2 separate regions of the Zea mays genome follow, and region 1 is linked to region 2. The links are chromatin contacts, called in public Hi-C maps. All regions are on one chromosome and are shown on one strand. Each heading gives the region's core, a stretch centred on a gene start, on an enhancer-like site or on the middle of the called end of the contact. The rest is flanking DNA. Distances are from core to core; before and after follow the strand shown.

Evidence for each region. A called contact is a pair of places that touch in the nucleus more often than the background predicts.
Region 1: a Hi-C map of leaf shows a contact between it and region 2, with 5 times the contacts expected there. The contact joins the promoter of LOC109940196 here to the enhancer-like site in region 2. A contact is called at or near these places in 2 of 25 Hi-C or Micro-C datasets (both in leaf).

What each region holds. Positions count from the first base shown.
Region 1 is chr6:122,376,289-122,379,719 of Zm-B73-REFERENCE-NAM-5.0, forward strand. It overlaps LOC109940196, which reads left to right and starts at 1,811. Exons shown (of 1, transcript XM_020539454.3): 1 at 1,811-2,835. The coding sequence starts at 2,161. The coding sequence ends at 2,625. LOC109940195 (LMBR1 domain-containing protein 2 homolog) reads right to left here. Exons shown (of 14, transcript XM_020539451.3): 14 at 3,327-3,431.
Region 2 is chr6:122,190,914-122,194,859 of Zm-B73-REFERENCE-NAM-5.0, forward strand. No RefSeq gene overlaps it. Among protein-coding and RNA genes, the nearest start is that of LOC100283202, 14 kb to the right of the region's middle. Within about 2 kb of position 1,783, at least 16 of the 20 cell types and tissues checked have an H3K27ac peak or open chromatin away from gene starts, as enhancers often do. A contact at or near this core is called in leaf, where this site is marked.

The sequences.
Region 1 (3,431 bases), core at 561-3,060, 190 kb after region 2:
ACACTGTACTCGTGGTGGGTTAGACTGAGGATGCTCTGTAGCAAGCAATCAAGAAAAAAAGTTTTGATGGCCTTCTAATTTATTTCTGGTGGAGCCTATGGTTGGAAAAAAACAACAGAATCTTTAAGGGACAACAGAGAACGACAGAGCAAGTGGTGCATGTGGTGAAAGAGCTCGTTGATGGAGGACTAGCTTGCTTGTAGCGGCGGGGTGCCTGGTCAGGGGGGTTGGGTTGTTGTTTTAGTGTCAGTATTTTAACTAGAACAGGATTGTTAAGTTGTTTTGGGTTTGTGTCAGTTTGTAAAGTTTTTTATTTCTAATATATTGGAATGGCAAATCTTTTGTCTTTCCCTTTTAAAAAAAATTATCTTTATGGGATTTTTTTGACTGTATTTCAACTTGTCCTGTAGACACTGTTCACCTAAATGATCGTTTCGTCTATGTTATACACCATTTAAACTCTGGGTTTTAGTTTAATCATCTACTGATCACATTTACATTGCCGTTTAGTCTGGATAATAATGATCAAAAAGCAGAGGACCGACTCTCTATCGTTTAGCATTTAAAATATCACTACTTTAAGATATGAATAACAGCGAGTCCTATCTAATCAAACAGGGTCTAAGTCACAATCAATAAAGTTGATAGGAAGGAAGCTATAGACACAGACGCGCGCAGACAACAACGGCTCGTGCTCGAATCCGTCGTGCAAATGCGTGTGCCGCTGCGCGCCAGCGCTTACCTGCGTGCATTGTACGCTCTTTGCGCGGCACGGCACTGCACAGCTCGACCAGCCTAGTCAGCTCAGCTCAGCTGTGTGCGTGCCTTGTGCCCTTGCCCGCCTTTTGAAGCACCTGCCCCCATGCATGCCTGCCAGGCCAACGCTATCGCCTATGGGTCTCGTTCGCGGCCCGCGGCCGAGAGCAAAAGCGCCCAAGCTCCAGCGTAGGCCGAGCCCCGCGCACCGGACACGAAAGCGATAAAGCAGCCCCGCGCCAGGCTTGCCGGTTCCAATTCCAAACAGGCGGGCCGAGCAAGGTTGGGGGCCCCGCGCTGTTCAGCTGTCAACGCCGGCCGCCGTGTAGAAAAGCAGGCGCGCGTACGTACCGTGAGACGTCAGTACGTGCCGCGTCGTACCGACGGGAATCATTCAACTGATGAAGGAGGAGATCAGGAGACGCGCGCCCACGTGTATTGTACTATAGTCGGAGCTAGCAGTAGGCCCTTCCTTCCGCCCTTGTGTGCGCCTGGGTAGTCGCCATTCGCGTCGCGGATGAAGGGGACACCGTACGCGCGGCGGCCGGCGCTTTGTCTGCCGCCGGCCGGGGTGGTGGTGATCTGCGGGCCGCGAAGCCACACTCGGCGGCGTCCGGCGTGGCGTGCACGTACGGTGCGGGCCGGGCGTGGGCGCCTATCGCTGGTCGTAAGCTTGTGTTTTTTTTTCTTCGCTCCACAATAAATATTGTGTTGACACTTGACAATCTTTTGCCATCGATCGTTCGTTTACAATCTACGCTACTTAACTGTCACCTTTATAGCGAATTATTCTTACAACGATGCACTGTGATGGCTCAACTCTAACGATCTTAAAAATGTATATATACCTTCTGCTATTGTGAATCTGGTGTGTCAAGGAGCACGGAAGCTATGTAAGTACGCATACGTGTCAGTGTCTGCTTATGAACCAATCAATCATCAGTGTATTATTACCTGATTTTTTTCGATGGTGCAGTTCAACCACGGCAACATCTGATCTGACTTTAGGCGTGTAGGCCGTGCTAGGACGTGGGGTTGTGTGCGCGTGCGCTTTCCGCCGCCCGCCGGCCGACCAGACGGACCCATCCAGCATCCAGCCGAGCCACAGTCCCAAGAACAAGAAGGCTCCAACCGCGACATGGACATGGACGCACGCACTCCAGTCTCCACCACCCCACGCCCCACAACTGCTACGTTTCCCCGACGCCCAGCCCAACTGGCCAGCTCACTGTCCACTGTTTCTGCGTCCGCGCAACTTCTCCAGGTCCCGCGCCATACAGTATATAGGACCACGCACCCGCACGAACACGCCGCACCAGCTCCCGCACGCGCCGCAACCCCACGTCCCCCCACCCCGCGCCATTCCTTGGACCTTGCTCGTGCACGCGTGTCCGATCGCCAACCATGGCGGCCGGCGCCGGCAAGTCGAAGGAGGCGGACCCCGCGCGGTGCAGGAGGCACCCGAAGCACCGGCACGCGGCCGGGGTGTGCCCTTTCTGCCTACGAGACCGCCTGTCGCGCCTCTCGGCCGCCGCCGCCGCGTCCGCGTCGTCCTCGTCATCGTCATCGTCCCCGTGCTCGTCGTGGGAGGACGCCGTAGCGCGGTCGTCGGCCCAGGCGCCGCGGCCCCGCCGCGGAAGCCTCGCGCTGCTGCTGCGGCAGGAGGGGAGGGAGGCGGCGTCGGCGGCGGCGGCGCTGCCCGCGGGCCGCCGAGCGGAGCAGGAGGAGAGGAAGGCCAAGAGGGGCAGCTTCTGGGCGAGGCTTCAGCAGCAGCTCCACCACGGTGGCTGGCACAAGAAAGACGGGTGCGCGGTGGCCGCGGAGAGGCAGAACGCCGCCGCGCCGCACAGGCGGGCGCCGGTGGTGTGATGCTCGATCAGGCCGGAGGGGGCGACCATGCGGTGGGCGAGCGCGTCGTGGTGCTCGGTTCTGTTCTGTTCCGGTGTTCACGCTGTTAGTTACTACGGAGTACTTACTAGTAGCAATCTTTCGGCTTCTTTTCACAATGCCCTGCGACTGCGAGTCTGTGACTCGGACTCCTGCCGTGAAAGCTTGGCACCCGCACTTGGCTGTTCGCTCCTTCGAATTACAATGCTTGGGCGCAAAGAGCTGCACGAACATGCCCGTTAAACGGTCGGCACCAGAGCGGACTTGGCCACTTGGGCCAGGCCGAATTTGGGCGCCGAACATAGCCAGGGATTGTCAGAGCATATGCATATGCAACACACATCCTTCTACCACCACAGCCGCCGCCTCCACCACCACCAGCGATCATGCCAGGTCCGTTATTAACTACTGGCAGCGAGTCGTTTGCCTGTTTTGGCAAGTAGCGACGAACATCTTCCAATCGCAAGTGACAACATGATTGCTGCATCAGCAGCTGCACAACTTTTGCTTTTCTAGGCACTTGGTCTTCCATGGCAGGTGTAACCAATATTCTCGGATAAAGGAGTGGCGTACAACTAAGACACTGCTTTGGCAGTCCTTCATTATGCATCAATCTTTTCTTTAGAGGGGTTATTATTATTATGCATTCTCCGTTGCGGATGGTTTTTTTTTTGGGAGTTATCTGTTCAGAAGTAAGCAATCAGATAATAGCGTGACAGATGACCACAAACACATCTGGCAGCCCACCGATGATACTAGGGCTTGCACGTACTGTACATTTTTAGGGT
Region 2 (3,946 bases), core at 533-3,032:
TTTTTTTGATCTTAACTTCTAACCTCTTCGTTGCTGGCATGGAGGTGGTACTGTACTGTAGCCGCAGGATTTAAGAGCATGGATTTAATCCATCTGAATTAATAAGAGCTGAATTAATGTAAACGAACAATGCATAGTAATGAAACACGAAGCCGATGCTGCGATCCTGAGCAGAATGACCAAGACATCGTGCTAGTTCCAGGGCTATAAACTAGCGCTCATGAACTCAGGTAGTCACTAGTCAGGTCGCTCAGAAGATGAGCATGAGAAAGAGGCTCAATGAAACCGTGACGACGAGCCGTCAGGGAACGGCGGTGCGCACACGTTTTGCAATCTGGATCGACGAGGACGTCGTCATGCAGAACAAATACTCCCCGCGACAGGGTGGACGGCGAAGCAACTAGGACAGCGACGGCGAGCGTCTTCGGACAGCTATGGTGGAGATTTTTTCTTCTGATAGCGCCGGAAGGCGAACGGTATGGGCATTGTACCGGGCCATATCCGTTAACACTGTGATCCGTTAGGCCGAAATAATTCCAGGTCTATTTCTGGACAACTGAACATATCTTTAGGTAGTGTTTGGTTCCGAAATAAGTTGGAATAGAGGGGTTTCATCCGGAAGATTTTTTAGAAGCTAGATGGCTTAACATTTAAGCATAATTTTGTTTTTTTAAACACACTCTATCATACATAGAACCAATCCAAACAACAAGTTAGGAGCAAAATAGCTCAATCCCAGTATCCCATCGTACTCTAAAACCAAACACTACCTAGTCAGACGCAACCAAACCGGAAGGGACGTGATCAGTTTGCGCCGTGAATTGATACACGTCGATAAGCCCCAACCAAATAGTGTGTACCTGCGAGTATAGGTGACCAGATGGACCGGGCTATATGGGACGACATGATGCACGACCATTTTAACACGACACGTCACACGAGCACAACACAACGCGATGGTAACTGTGTTCGAGCCGAATGGGGTCTATCATGGGCCGTGCTTAGACTTGTTTATAATAAGCCCATCGGGCGTCAGAGGCACGAATGTCCCATCAAGTCGAGCACGGCCCAGCACGGTTCACCTATGGTCTGACCTTAATCGGCCCAATCTAGCCCCACCATATATACAACTTTAATTGACTTGACCCCCACTTTCGAGCTATTTTCAAACTCTGCTACAAAATTGAGAAAAATGATCAATAAAAAATAGAGAAAAATAAAATATTTTTGAACTATGTTATAAGACGAGCCTAGGCCGACTGACACGGTAGCACGGTACGACGTGACAAGATATCATGACACGACCAGTTTAAACTAGCCGGACCGTGACTGCGGTCAGACTTCGACCAACGGGTGGGCACGACACGATCTGACATATATTGGTGTCGTGTCTTAGCCCGATTAAATCAGCACGGTCCATTGGCCACGTCTACGAGTCGTAGGAAGGAAGAAAAAAACTTGGAAAAATCCCTAGATGTCATTGGATTTATGTCCATCCCTTATGTGCTATTGAATGGTATTTAGTAGACATTTTTGTGTTTATAATATATGGGCATAATAGAGCACAAGAAATTAGTCTAATTCTCGATGGCATACAAATAATTGTCCTAAAAAAAACTTTTCCAAACCATAGAATACGGCGTACTAGTCTACTAGCTGGCAATGGCATTTGCAGTCGCGTCAGCGTGCCGAGACCGCACGCAGAAAAGTCAGGCGTCCGGCGGCACTGTGCTTCGAGGCACGGTCCAGCCGTCCGCCTCACGCAGCCACGCAACACAGCAGGGCCCACCACCAGTCTGGCGCTCGGCCCTTCTCACAGTTTCCACGGCACGCGAATCGGATCGGGCTCGGGCCGGTGCGTTAACGTTACGACTCTGCCACAAATCCGTTGGGAGTCATTATGTTCCGGCAATCCTGTCAGGTCAGTTTCGAGACAGATATACCCGTTGTACTTTCTACCAGAGTCTCCATCCTGAACAAAATGACGCTTCAAACATCTTCAAAAGGAACAAATCTAATGGCAGTGGCACGCTGATGGAGGTTGGACTTGGACCAAAAAAAAAGGCGCACCCGGCTTTATATTAAGAAAGACGAGAAGAAAGGAGCGCCTGCCAGTTAGGCGGAAAAGGAAGACAACAGCAGAGGGACTTTATATAAGAGGATTGGGAGAAAGTAGCGACAAGGGCGTTGCGGTGGAAGGACAGGAACACAGTGGGCTGACGCTGTTCAGAAAACTCGACGAAGGATGGATAAACTGTGCACCAACGCTGTTGAGAAAGCACGCGACAGACACGGAGCACGGCCAGAGGCACGTCAAAGCGCGGATTTATCGGATTTTGGAATCCGGTGAACAGTCCTCACATGCCGGTATGGGCACGGGCACCAGACCACAACGGCAAGAACTGAGGAGGGGCACTGACTAAGACAAACGGCGAAGCGCCGGCCGCCACCGACGCGCTAGGCCCGGCCTGAGTCATAGCAAGGAAGATCAAGCTCTCCAGCTAGCGACAAGGACGCCCAGGCGGAGGCCCCTAGGTCCACCAACGGGAACGGCTCGGCGGCCACCCGGACATCTTTGAGAGCCCCATCGCGGTGTCCCTCACCCGCACCGGGATGGAGAACCTGTTGCGCCTGGAGAACCGCGCCGAGCCGTGGGTCGCGGTGGTGACGAGCGGACGGAGCCATCCCCTCCATGGCTCCATGGACGATGGCCACGCTGACCGCAGCGCACGGGAGGCCGCAACGCGGAGCTCGGGAAGCGCGCCACAGACGCGAGAGAAGCGCGTCGTGGACGAGCGGACGGAGCCGAGTGCGTGCTAGTCTGATGGCGTCACTCTGCTGTGCGGGTCCCACACACAGCGAGCGGTATTCATACGGGCCCACAGGCCAGAGCAGACCACACGCGTCGGCGTGCAAGAAGCCAAGCGCGCCTGAATCGCTCAGAAGCCACCGATCCCGTGTATCTTTTAACTAGAAATAATATATGTAGGCACCCAATTTTGAGTCCACTATACTACTCGGACTTTGGGTGGTTTATGTGATGTGCATCCACACTCTCAACCATGAGCTCAGTGCCCCAGTTCCTAGAATCCAGATTATCTTGGCATGATGTTCATGTGAATTCCCCACCGTAACGCTAGCAGAGCAGGAGGAAGCTTGGTGTCTCTGTCTCCGCCATGGATGAACCACCACCTAGACAGAAGATGCATATTATGGCGAGATTTTTTATCACATCCAAAATAGGCACAATATATGTTCAAAGATCGCCGAGCGAGATCCCCGCGACCCCGTCTGTCCCTCCTGCGCTTCTCGCTATCTTGCCGAGCCTAGCGCGGCACTGCCGCCGTGCGCCCGCCGCGCGTGCGCGTGGTTGCGTAGTGGTGGTGGTGGAAGCCGACGCCATGATACGTGCTCTCGGCCAGGGGCGGCGACGGCTCCTGCTTCTGGTCGGAATGGGCTGGGTCGCCGCAACTCTTAAGGACTGATTTGGTGATCAGGGATCCCTAGGGGAAGAAAACCTCTTGCTATTCAAAATTGAATTGGAAGGGAATTCCTCCCCCATGGATCCCCTCGGGTTCCCGAACCACCAAATCAGCCCTAAATGATTATGTTGCTGCACAGGGTCGAAGCTAAAACACACTTGTTGTTGGTAGCAGCAAACCAGGCCCGTATGTGTGCACAGGCCCACGTAGGCTGTTTGAAAGTAGGCCTTGTGGGCTGGATCTGTGGACCATTTATTGTCAACATTAACACAACCACTTCTGATACCATTGAGAAGAAAGAGAGAGAGAGAAGGCATGAGTTTCACAGATAGCTAAATTATAACTGAGTTCTTAACTTGCTTTTTTGTTGTTTGAAACATCAACCGACCACCACTAGAGGTAATAGCTACACTAATGAGATAGTTTTCCAAACCAGATTATTCACCACTTCGCTCAGATTTAAC